2 separate regions of the Sus scrofa genome follow, and region 1 is linked to region 2. The links are chromatin contacts, called in public Hi-C maps. All regions are on one chromosome and are shown on one strand. The core of a region is the stretch at or near the end of the contact, and the rest is flanking DNA. Distances in the headings are between cores, read along the strand shown. Region 1 holds the start of PRKAA1 (protein kinase, AMP-activated, alpha 1 catalytic subunit). Region 2 holds the start of TTC33 (tetratricopeptide repeat protein 33).

Region 1 (5,263 bases), core at 2,180-4,679, 42 kb before region 2:
TTCCCATGAGATGGGAGGTTCTCCACCACGGCGTTAGGTCATCCCGATTTGTCTTTATCAGCGGTAAGCTGTATTGTAACTTATTTGTACTAATAAAAGTTGAAGTACTAAAGTTTGAAAACAATTTACTTTTCCTCCCTCTTAAACTAGAGCAGATCCAAGGTTACTTCTATAAAGTCACTCCTGCCCACTTATATTCCAATATAGTTTGTCAAGATAGGGGACCAGCTGATGGGTCCAGAAACTGGGGGTAAGTCACAGTTTACCTTCACTTCCACCGTGGAAGAATGTTCGGCGTGTGAATATTATCTATTGTGGGGTTGAGGGGAATACACAGAATTGCCCACCTAGACTATGAGCTTCTCCAGGACAGGGAACCATGACTTTTCACTTTGTATCTACCCACAGTCTCTGGGTGGAAGAAAATGTGACAAAAAACTTTTAAAAAGGACTGAAGGAAAGAGAAAAAGCAAAGGAATAAAGAAGGCTTATTATTTGCTTCCTTAGAATTCAGTTTTTAACACAACTTAGGAAAAAATCAATAAAAGCTGCTTAAACAGAGACCCTGAAGCCTAGATAAGATGACCTCTAAGTTCCTAATCAATTCTTTGACCTTTGATTATTGATTTTATTTACCTAGCAATACTTTCAGGTAAACAGTGGCATTTAATGAATATTTATTAAGTAGATTATAATATAAAATAACACCAAGGCAGAAACAAACTGATATTTCTGCTAAAAATGAATTGATAGTTTCATGAAGAGCTAGGTTTGCAAAATTTAGCTTCAGATTGCTCCCTTGTTGAATGCCATGTTGCTTAACTGGCATGGTACAGAGCTGAGGTACCTTGAAATCTTTTCCTTTTAGGGTAAAGGAAATAACAGAAACTTGCTGGGCAATGTTCTAGACATGATGCAAATTTAAAATGGTTTAAGACACCTTTTTTTTTTCTTTCCCACACCTGGCATGCAGCAGTTCCCAGGGCAGGGAATGAACCTGAGCCATAGTAGTGGCCTACGCCAGGGCTACCAGGGAGCTCCATGAGATGCTATTTTGGGGTGGGAGGATTAAAGGTTGTTTGTTTGTTTTTTTTTTCCTTTAGAGGATCCAGAGAACTATTTCTGCTTTGTAGATATCCAAAAGGCTGCAGAAACTCACAAAGCAAGCAGGTAAAGATGAAGAAACAAGAGAACAAAAATTACAACAATAGCCACTGCCTGTCCCCAAACATCTCATGATCAAAAATTTCCTGGTTGCAACTAGAGATTCTCATACTAAGTGAAGTAAGTCAGAAAGAGAAAGATGTATACCATATGATACCACTTATATGTAGGATCTAAAGCAAAGCACAAATGAAGTGCCTGTCAGGGCTCAGTGATTAACGAATCCAACTAGGAACCATGAGGTTGAGGGTTTGATCCCTGGCCTTGCTCAGTGGGTTAAGGACCCGGGGTTGCTGTGAGCTGTGGTATAGGCCACAGACGAGGCTCGGATCTGGAGTTGCTGTGGCTGTGGCTTAGGCCACCGGCTACAGCTCCGATTAGACCCCTAGCCTGGGAACCTCCAAGTGCCTCGGGTGCAGCCCCAGAAAAGACGAAAAGACAAAAAGACAAAAAAAAAAAAAAAAAAAAAAAGGCGCAAATGAACCTATCTACAAAACAGAAACAGACTCACAGACATAGTATAGAACAGACTTGTGGTTGCCAAGGTCTGGGGGTAGGGCGTGGGATGCAGTGGGAGTTTGGTGTTAGCAGATGCCAATTACTACATTTAGAATGGATAAACAATGCTGTATAGCACAGGGTCCTACTCCATATCCAGTTTCCTGGGATGAACCACGATGGGTAGTGGGATAAGGTAGTTATAAACACCAGCTCTGATCATGTGACCAGTTATAGAAACAAAGACTAATTTTCATGTATATTTTTTCCTTATTTTGTTATAAATATGTTTGTTTATGGGTGTGTAGCAAATATCTTAAAAAAAAAGCTTATGTTGGAATAACTAAAGTGTACAGGAAGATTGCAAAAAAGATTTCTTAACTTTTTGGCTCTTCAAAAATATACACAGTCTGTAATACAGTAGGAACTGATTATCCAAAGCTGGTTGTAACTGTTCTCTGATTATCTGATATAATTCTAAGCTCAAAAGCTTTTGCTTCCTCTGCAGTACCTTGCTTGGAACAAAGCTGTCTCTGCTTAACGCATGTTATTTTGATTTTATGAAGTATGTAAAAATCAGAAGAGCTGAGTAACTTTCATTGGGATGGAAAAAGAACATCTTTTCCTTTTTTATATTTTTTCATGAAGAGTCCAACTCTTTGTCCATTGACACTGGCCCAAATGCTATGACCCGGCAGAACTGAGATCACATAAACTGGTTTTTGTTTTGGTTGACACTTGACTTCGCCCATGTTAGAGTAATAATTTACAATTATTTACACTCACTTAAAAACTCTATTACAAATACGCATACTTTCTCTACTTCCCCTGTGATATGCCATGACCCCATTGTATAAACTCTTACTCACTGGAAGTACAATAAATATTTGTTGATTGATTTGGTTGATGCAACTGTAAGCTTTGTTTTCAGTTCAAGGTCTACATTTTACTGATAATCTTAAAATATTAATTGCTATACATCAGAACGTGTTGGGTAACATCCTGCTTCCCAGACACACACACACACATTCACCCTTATCCCCAACTCGCTCCTTCCAATAGAGCTTGTTGCGGGGAGGACACTGCGGGAGAGAATCCAGTAGAAGGAAAGACCCACAATGCTGCTTGAGCTGTCGAGGTGCCCAAACAGCAACTTACTGGCGCAAAGTAAAAAAAAGACCAGCAGGGGTGGGGATGTAGTGGAAGAAGAGGGAACTTCATCAAAGATGCAACTGACAACTCCTAGAGGCTTCTAGATTCCATCCGAACAGGAAAAATTAAAGGTTAGAAAGCAGTGGCAGGGCGGTGTCCCCTGCCATGTTTTAATCCACTAGTAACAAGCCCGGAGCAGACTTCTCCAGTGTTCTTGAAGAGCGGGCCCCCCAAACCAAGAGCGGTAATTAGGCGAGACCACTGCGGGCAGAGACGCCGCCTAAGCAGAAGGAGCAGAAGAGCTGCTGCCCTCCTCAGAAAGCCAGGAAGCCCCCTCCCGCGCGCAGGTGGGATGGAGCCCCAGGCCTCGAGGACGCAGGGCGAGGAAAGGGGTACCGGTGCCCCTCCTAGCGACCCTTGCCTGCCCCGCCAGGGGGAGCGTCTGCGCGCTTCTGTTGGCTGACGGGACCCAGCAAGCGACGTAGGGCGGCGGCTCGGCGGCGCGGCTCCCCTCCCGCGTCCCCACCCCCTCCCCGCCCGCCCCCGGCGCGGCCCTGCCCGCCCCCTCCGCCCCCTCCCGCGGCGCCATGCGCAGACTCAGTTCCTGGAGAAAGATGGCGACAGCCGAGAAGCAGAAACACGACGGGCGGGTGAAAATCGGCCACTACATCCTGGGGGACACGCTGGGGGTCGGGACCTTCGGCAAAGTGAAGGGTGAGGACCCCCAGGGCAAGAGGCGGCCCCGGCCCGGGATCCGAACGACTTCCGCCTTTCGCACCTCTTCATCCTCCCCCGCCCCTTGCGTTCCTCGTCTCCCGGGCTCGGCAGCGCCTGTCCTGACTCGGAGGGAGCGGAGCCCGAGGCCGCCGCGGGACTGCGGCGCGGCGCCCCCAGGCTGGGTGGGGGTGGGGTGGGGACTGGTCGCCGTGGCGACGGTGCCGCGGCTGGAGAAGCTCGTCAGTGCAAGGGGCGGGGATGCGGAGGTGCGAACTTTCCCAGGCCCGGCTATCCCGGGCTGCGCGCTGCGCTCCTGGTGGTGGGTGGGGGTCCTGGGGTCTTGGCCGGGAACCCCGGGGAGGCGGCCTAGCCTTCGTCCCAGCTGTGCTCCCTGGGCTCAGGGCCAGCCCATCGCTTTTCTGGCCATCCTCGGCATTGTCCGTATTTCCGTCCTCTTTAGGAGGCTCTTGGCTTACCTGCCCTGGCTTATTCTCAAGTATGAAATGTGTCCCCCCCCCCCCCCCGCCCAAATAAGGTTGCTTTAAGGGTAGTTTGCAGAATTAAGAAAATCAAAGAGGCCATGTCGTCGGAAAGGATCATTAAATTTTTTCGGAGCAGTAAATAAGTATAAACCAGTCTTATATGTGTTTGCGATCCATGGCTTATGGTCTGAATGCAGACTCCACGCCTTCAGTGTTTCTGAATTAACAGTTTTGCGGTCTCTGGCCAAACCTGGTAGGCAGTGCAGATTTTGCCTCCAGATAACGTTTATAAATTCATTGATGCTGTTCGTCTCCTTCTATTATCACAGGCTATTTCCATTTTAATAAATAGTTTAGCACACATCATTTGAAAACCAATTTTTAAGAAAAGTGGAGTCGCTTACCTTTGTGTCGACAGACTATTTTGGAAATAACAAACTTGCTCTTCAGTCCACCAATTCTGGCACAAAAAGTTTAATTGCAAATTTTGTGAGGCATAAATATTTTTTCTTCAAAATATTTGACTTTGAAATTAGAGATGTAGAGAAGAGGACGGAAGTATGAAACTGATAAAAATAATTCATGCATTGGCTTTGGATAAATAATAGCCTATGACTTACATATACAAGCTCTTGGTAAATATTTGATTTGAAAGAGAAAAAAGTTTGTGAAAGTCTGTACAGTGAATTAACTAACTGAGCCTTGCTCTATCAGAGCTAAATAAACATTTTCTGGTTTTACCTAGGGATGGAAGAGGAGAGAGCCCTTTCTTCTCTTGCCCTTTCTGAGTCATAGAACTGGAAAATTGCTGTAGAGCCCACAGGGAAGCAACTGCCTAAACCTTCTTAAGAAAATCAGCAAGGCCAACAATGTAAGAGAAAGTAAGAAGCAAATGCCAGAATAGGGTACTATTTACAGCCATGAGGGTGGGTCTGTGTTAGGCCAGTAAGATGTTTCTGTGCCCTGGAAGTTATTTATTTTTGGCGATATTGTCTCTTTATTTGTTAGCAATTATAGACTGCTTTCAGTTTGCAGGTATTTGTAAGAAATACTCATTAACACCTTCAAAATAGTAATGGCAGTCTTGATGCTTTCACCCTTACTCAGAGTTCTCCTTGGATCAGGATGCTCATCATTTTCCTAATATAGACCTGAGCAGAGTCGGGTCTGGCAGATAGGAAAACATGGGGGTATTTTTGCATTTTCTGGATTTGATCTATGATGTGGCTGTGACATGAAGCTCTCCAATG
Region 2 (5,617 bases), core at 347-2,846:
TTCCACAAAAATGGTATCTACTTCAGCTTATGCAGTCTCACATGTGCTTTTTTTTTTTTTTTTTTTTTTTTTTTTTTTTTTTGTCTTTTCTAGGGCTGCACCTGTGGCACATGGAGGTTCCCAGGCTAGGGGTTGAATTGGAGCTGTAGCCCCCAGCCTACGCCAGAGCCACAGCAATGCCAGATCCAAGCCGTGTCTGCAACCTACACCTCAGGTCACTGGCAACGCCAGATCGTTAACCCACTGAGCGAGGCCAGGGATCAAACCTGCAACCTCATGGTTCCTAGTCAGATTCGTTAATCACTGAGCCACGACGGGAACTCCTCACATGTGCTTTTAACTTGAGACATCATACTTCATTATATAGCAAAGTCACATTATCAGTATCTCTGATTTTGTCATACAGAATATTAAAAAGGAAATATGTACTTGGATTTTTTTTTTTTTTTTTTTTGTCTTTTTGACTTTTTGCCTTTTTTAGGGCCGCTCCTGTGGCATATGGAGGTTCCCAGGCTAGGGGTCTAATAGGAGCTGTAGCCACTGGCCTATACCACAGCCACAGCAATGCCAGATCTGAGCTGCCTGTTACCTACACCATGGCTCAAGGCAACGCTGGATCCTTAACCCACTGAGCGAGGCCAGGGATCGAACCCGCAACCTCATGGTTCCTAGTCGGATTCGTAACCACTGAGCCACTATGGAAACTCCTTGGATTATTTTAATAAAATAATTCTTACTGCTTCTCAAGGACATTGAGTGACAGCATTTTTTTTTTCTTTCTTACAGTAAATGCGATGCTTGCAATGACTGCTAGTACAGCTTGGTATCATTGCCTTGATGTGCTGAGGTGCTGGTGGTTTTAGCCATCATTGCTTTTCCACTCTCACTACAAATGTCAACATTGTGAAAAAGGCAAAGGATGCCTTTATGTTAGTATGAGAGTTTTGACTTTGAAAGGATCTGGACGACCCTGGGGGTCTTGGGATAAACTTTGGAGAATTATTGTCTCACATCAGTGATCCTCAATGGGGCAGAGGTGGAGGACCCATCTTTCTGCCAGAGACATTTGCCAACGTGTGGAGGGAAGCATTTTTGGTGTCACAAATGAAGGGGTGATAGTGGATGCTAATGGCAGCTAATGGGTAGAGACGGCGGATGCCCTTAAAACCCTGCAGCGCACGGGAGAGCCCCCCTTTTCCCAACAAATAATTATTCAGTTCGAAATGTTGCAGCATTGAAGTTGAGAAAATCAGGTCTAGAAAAATGATCTTCCTTTGCACAGACATTGAGATCGACCATCTTCATTTTTCAATTTCCTGAACACTTCCCTGAGTTAACGTGTCTCCATTTATTTATTTTCTGTCCTCTGCGACTGACCGACCTCATCAACTTAGTCTGTAAAGCACCCTCCCCAAACTGTTCTCATGCGCCTCGTCTGCTGACTGCATGGGTCGCCCGGTACCGCCAGGGCGGTTCTCTCCGCGCGCACACTCAGCTTGCGCAGCTGGTTTCCTGCACTACTGCGTTGTAGGCCCTCGTTTACCGCTAGAGGGCGCTCCCTGCATACCAGCCGCGGAGGGTCATGGGGTCGGTGCGGCCGCAGTGACTTCTGGGATTTGTGGTACCAGGGAAAAGACTGCGGCTGAGAAAGGCGCAGAGTCTCGGCTTGCCTGCTCCTTTCTCTGGAGAGTTCGGACACCCCAGGTCGGCGTGCCCCCTTTTTTAGAAGTCCCGCCACCAAAGGCAAGCAGGTAGGAGGTCGGGCATAATTTCCGTTTCCGGTGGGCAAAGGGCAAGCAGAATGTAAATACGAGACTGGAGAGCGATCATTAGGTAACACGGACTACCCGGTCCGTGGTGGAAGCCCGAGGAAGAGGAGGAAACGAGGCTGGTGGGTCTTGGGGTGACGGGGGGGAAAGAGCTTCAGAAGTCGGAGTTGAGACCCACCGCGGGTGTGACAGAACCGGGACGCTAAGGTTGGTCTTTAGGGACCAGCAAGTCTGGGTGTCCCGTTCTCCCTTGCGCCCGCGCCGAGGGCGGCTTCCGAGGCGGGTGGCGGGGGTTTGACCTGCCCTGAGCGGTGGGAGGGGCGGGAGGCGAGTTTGCTTTGCACCCTGGGAGGAAGGTTCCCGCGGCTGAGGGCGGGGCTGTGAACTCGCGGGTGACGTCCTGCCCAGCCTTTATGAACTTCGCACATTTTAATTGTTATGCAAAATAAATGGGAAGTCGCTATTACTAGTTTCTGTTTTGCGGTAACATTTTCGGGCAAATCCTTTCAAGAATTCCTCATTCTCTGAACCCAGCTCTTATCCGGAAGGGTGCTGTTTTGACTACTTGATTGTGTTTCTCAGGTTTCTGGCCTTGAGGGCTGCACCCACCGATGCCATGGAGAGAAGCCTTCCCTAGCCTGTGGCAGGGTAAAATGTCAAGGCGTCCACCGTCTTTGAGTGACTATCCCAGGGTTCATTGTATCAACAAAAGAATTTCGATGGCAGCATCGTTATCTAGAATTTTCGTGGCATTCCTTTATTACAATTCCGTGTAGAAGAAATTTGTGGAGCTACCGTCGTGGCTCAGTGGTTAACTAACCAGGCTAGTATCCATGAGGACACGGGTTGGATCCCTGGCCTCGCTCAGTGGGTTAAGGATCTGGCGTTGCGGTGAGCTGTGGGGTAGGTCACAGATTCTGCTCGGATATGGCGCGTTGCTGTGGCTGGAGCTTAGGCCAACAGCTACAGCTCGGATTCGACCCCCAGCCTGAGAACCTCCATATGCCGCGGGTGCGGCCCTCAAAACACCAAATAAATAAGTGAATAAGAAATTTGTGTTGTTTTATGAGTTTAACATAAAGTCCATATGATTATGACTTACCCATATGATTCCTTATCCTGGAGGGAAAATGTAAAGGCTAGGATGTTGGCACCTTGCCCATCCAACTGTATAAATTTAGGAAAGCCTTAAGTTTTAATTTCACGTTCAGATAGCTTTAGACGAACAATAAACTGATACTGTTTAAGATATCCGAATCAACTCCAGCTGTTAAGATTTTCCTAGGTGGAAGGACTTTTTGCATATATGCACTCACCTTTACGGTGGGTGGGCTTTTTTTTTTTTTTTTTTTTTTTTTTTGGTGTCATCTGCGGCATATGGAAGTTCTCAGCCCTTGATGGCATCTTAGCTGTAGCTTCGACCTCTCACAGCTGCTGCAACCCTGTAGCCTTAACTCTGCACCATAGCAGTAACTCTCCAGGGGCTAAATTTTATTCATGAAACTTAAGGGCTTGTAGAAACTTCCAGGGTTTTTTTTTTCTCATATCATAGCTTCCTTTGTTTACTCTCTGGTAGGCAGTTATCCTGTATTGTGTTGACTGTACTCTTCTGGTCTCTAGACAGTTTAGAGACAATATTAAATTGTACCAATGGCTTTGGTAATAGAAGATTGCTGCTTTTTTTTTTTTTTTTTTTTTTTTTTTTTTAGGGCTGAACCCATGGTATATGGAGGTTCCTAGGTTAGGGGTGTAATTGAGCTACAGCTGCCGGCCTATGCCACAACCACAGCAACGCCAGATCCGAGCCATTTCTGCCCACTACATCATAGCTCAAAGCAAAGCCAGATCCTTAACCCACTGAGCAAGGGCAGGGACCGAACCCGAAACCTCATGGTTCCTAGTCGGATTCATTAACCACTGCACCACGACGGGAACTCCGAGTCCTTGATTCTTTACTCCTTTTTTTCCCCCAAATGTTATTTTATTTTTTTAATGAGTTTTATTTTTTTCCATTATGGTTGATTTAAAATGTTCTGTCAATTTCTTTTGTACAGCAGTGACCCAATCACATGCACACACACACATATATATATATACTTTCTTTTTCTCACATTATCTTCCATCATGTTCCATCATAAGTGACTAGATATAGTTTCCTGTGTCCTATACAGCAGTATCTCATTGCTTATCCACTCCAAAGGCAGTAATTTGCATCTATTAACCCCAGACTCCCAATCCATCCCACTCCTTCCCCCTTCCCCTCCCCTTTGGCAACCACAAGTCTTCTCCAAGTCCATGAGTTTCTTTTCTGTGGAAAGGTTCATTTGTGGTGTATATTTGATTCCAGATGTAAGTGATATCATACGGTATTTGTCTTTCTGACTTCACTTAAATATGAGATTCTCTAGTTTCATCCATGTTGCTGCAAATGGCATTATTTTGCTCTTTATATGGCTGAGTAGTATTCCATTGTGTGTGTGCATATATATATGTGTGTGTGTGTGTGCACATATATATATACATCTTCTTAATCCATTCATCTGTCAGTGGACATTTAGGTTGTTTGCATGTCTTGGCTATTGTGAATAGTGCTACAGTGAACTTATGGGTGCACGCATCTTTTTCAAGGAAAGTTTTGTCTCCATATATGCCCAAGAGTGGGATTGCTGGGTCATATGGTAGTTCTTTATTTAGTTTTCTGAGGTACCTCCATACTGTTTTCCAGAGTGGTTGTACCAATTTACATTCTCATGAACAATGCTGGAGGGTTCCCTTTTCTCCACACCCTTTCCAGCATTTCTTATTTGTTGACTTGTTAATGATGGCCATTCTGACAGGTGGGAGGTGTACCTCATAGTAGGTTTGATTTGCATTTCTCTAATAATTAGTGATGTTGAGCATTTTTTCATGTGTCTTTTGGCCATCTGTATATATTCTTTGAAGAAATGTCTATTCAGGTCTTTTGCCCATTTTTCAAATGGGTTGTTGATTTTTTTGCTGTTGGGTTGTATATGTTGTTTGTGTGTTTTAGAGATTAAGCCCTTGTCAGTTGCATCGTTTAAAACTATTTTCTTCCATTCCATAGGTTGTCTTTTTTTTTTTTTTTTATGGTTTCCTTTGCTGCGCAAAAGCTCGTCAGTTTAATTAGGTCCCATTGGTTTAATTTTGCTTTTATTTCTGTTGCCTTTGGAGTCTGACCTAGGAAAGCATTTGTATGGTTGATGTCAGAGAATATATTTTTTTTTCTTTTTAGGGCTGCACCTGTGGCATATGGAAGTTCCCAGACTAGGGGTCGAATTGGAGCTATAGCTGCTGGTCTGTGCCACTCCCACAGCAATGCTGGATCCAAGCCTTGTCTTCGACCTACACCACAGCTCATGGCATGCTGGATTCTTAACCCACTGAGCGAGGCCAGGGTTTGAACCTACGTCTTCATGGATCCTAGTCAGGTTGGTTGACTGCTGAGCCAAGAAGCGAACTCCCGCCTGTGTTCTCATCTAGGAGTTTTATGGTATCGTGTCTTACACGTAAGTCTTTAAGTCATTTTGAGTTTATTTTTGTGCATGGTGTGAGGTCTGTTCTGGTTTCATTGATTTGCATGCAGCTGTCCAGTTTTCCCAGTCTTTCTCCCATTTTATATTCTTGCCTCCTTTGTCGAAGATTAATTGACTGTAGGTGTCTGGGTTTATTTCTGGGTTCTCTCTTCTGTTCCATTGGTCTGTATGTCTGTTTTGGTACCAGTACCACACTCTCTTAATTACTGTGGCTTTGGAATATTGTCTGAAGTCTGGGAGAGTTATGCTCCCTGCTTGGTTTTTGTTCCTCAGGATTGCTTTGGTAATTCTGGG

The links. A called contact is a pair of places that touch in the nucleus more often than the background predicts.
Region 1: a Hi-C map of undifferentiated spermatogonia shows a contact between it and region 2, with 2.4 times the contacts expected there. The contact joins the promoter of PRKAA1 here to the promoter of TTC33 in region 2. A contact is called at or near these places in 1 of 5 promoter capture datasets (liver), 10 of 47 Hi-C or Micro-C datasets (embryonic fibroblasts, heart right ventricle, liver and 3 more) and 1 of 2 datasets of contacts at active chromatin or transcription factors (alveolar macrophages).

The regions. Positions count from the first base shown.
Region 1 is chr16:25,781,647-25,786,909 of Sscrofa11.1, reverse strand. It overlaps PRKAA1 (protein kinase, AMP-activated, alpha 1 catalytic subunit), which reads left to right and starts at 3,429. Exons shown (of 9, transcript NM_001167633.1): 1 at 3,429-3,528. The coding sequence starts at 3,429.
Region 2 is chr16:25,737,941-25,743,557 of Sscrofa11.1, reverse strand. It overlaps TTC33 (tetratricopeptide repeat protein 33), which reads left to right and starts at 1,596. Exons shown (of 5, transcript XM_021076656.1): 1 at 1,596-1,751.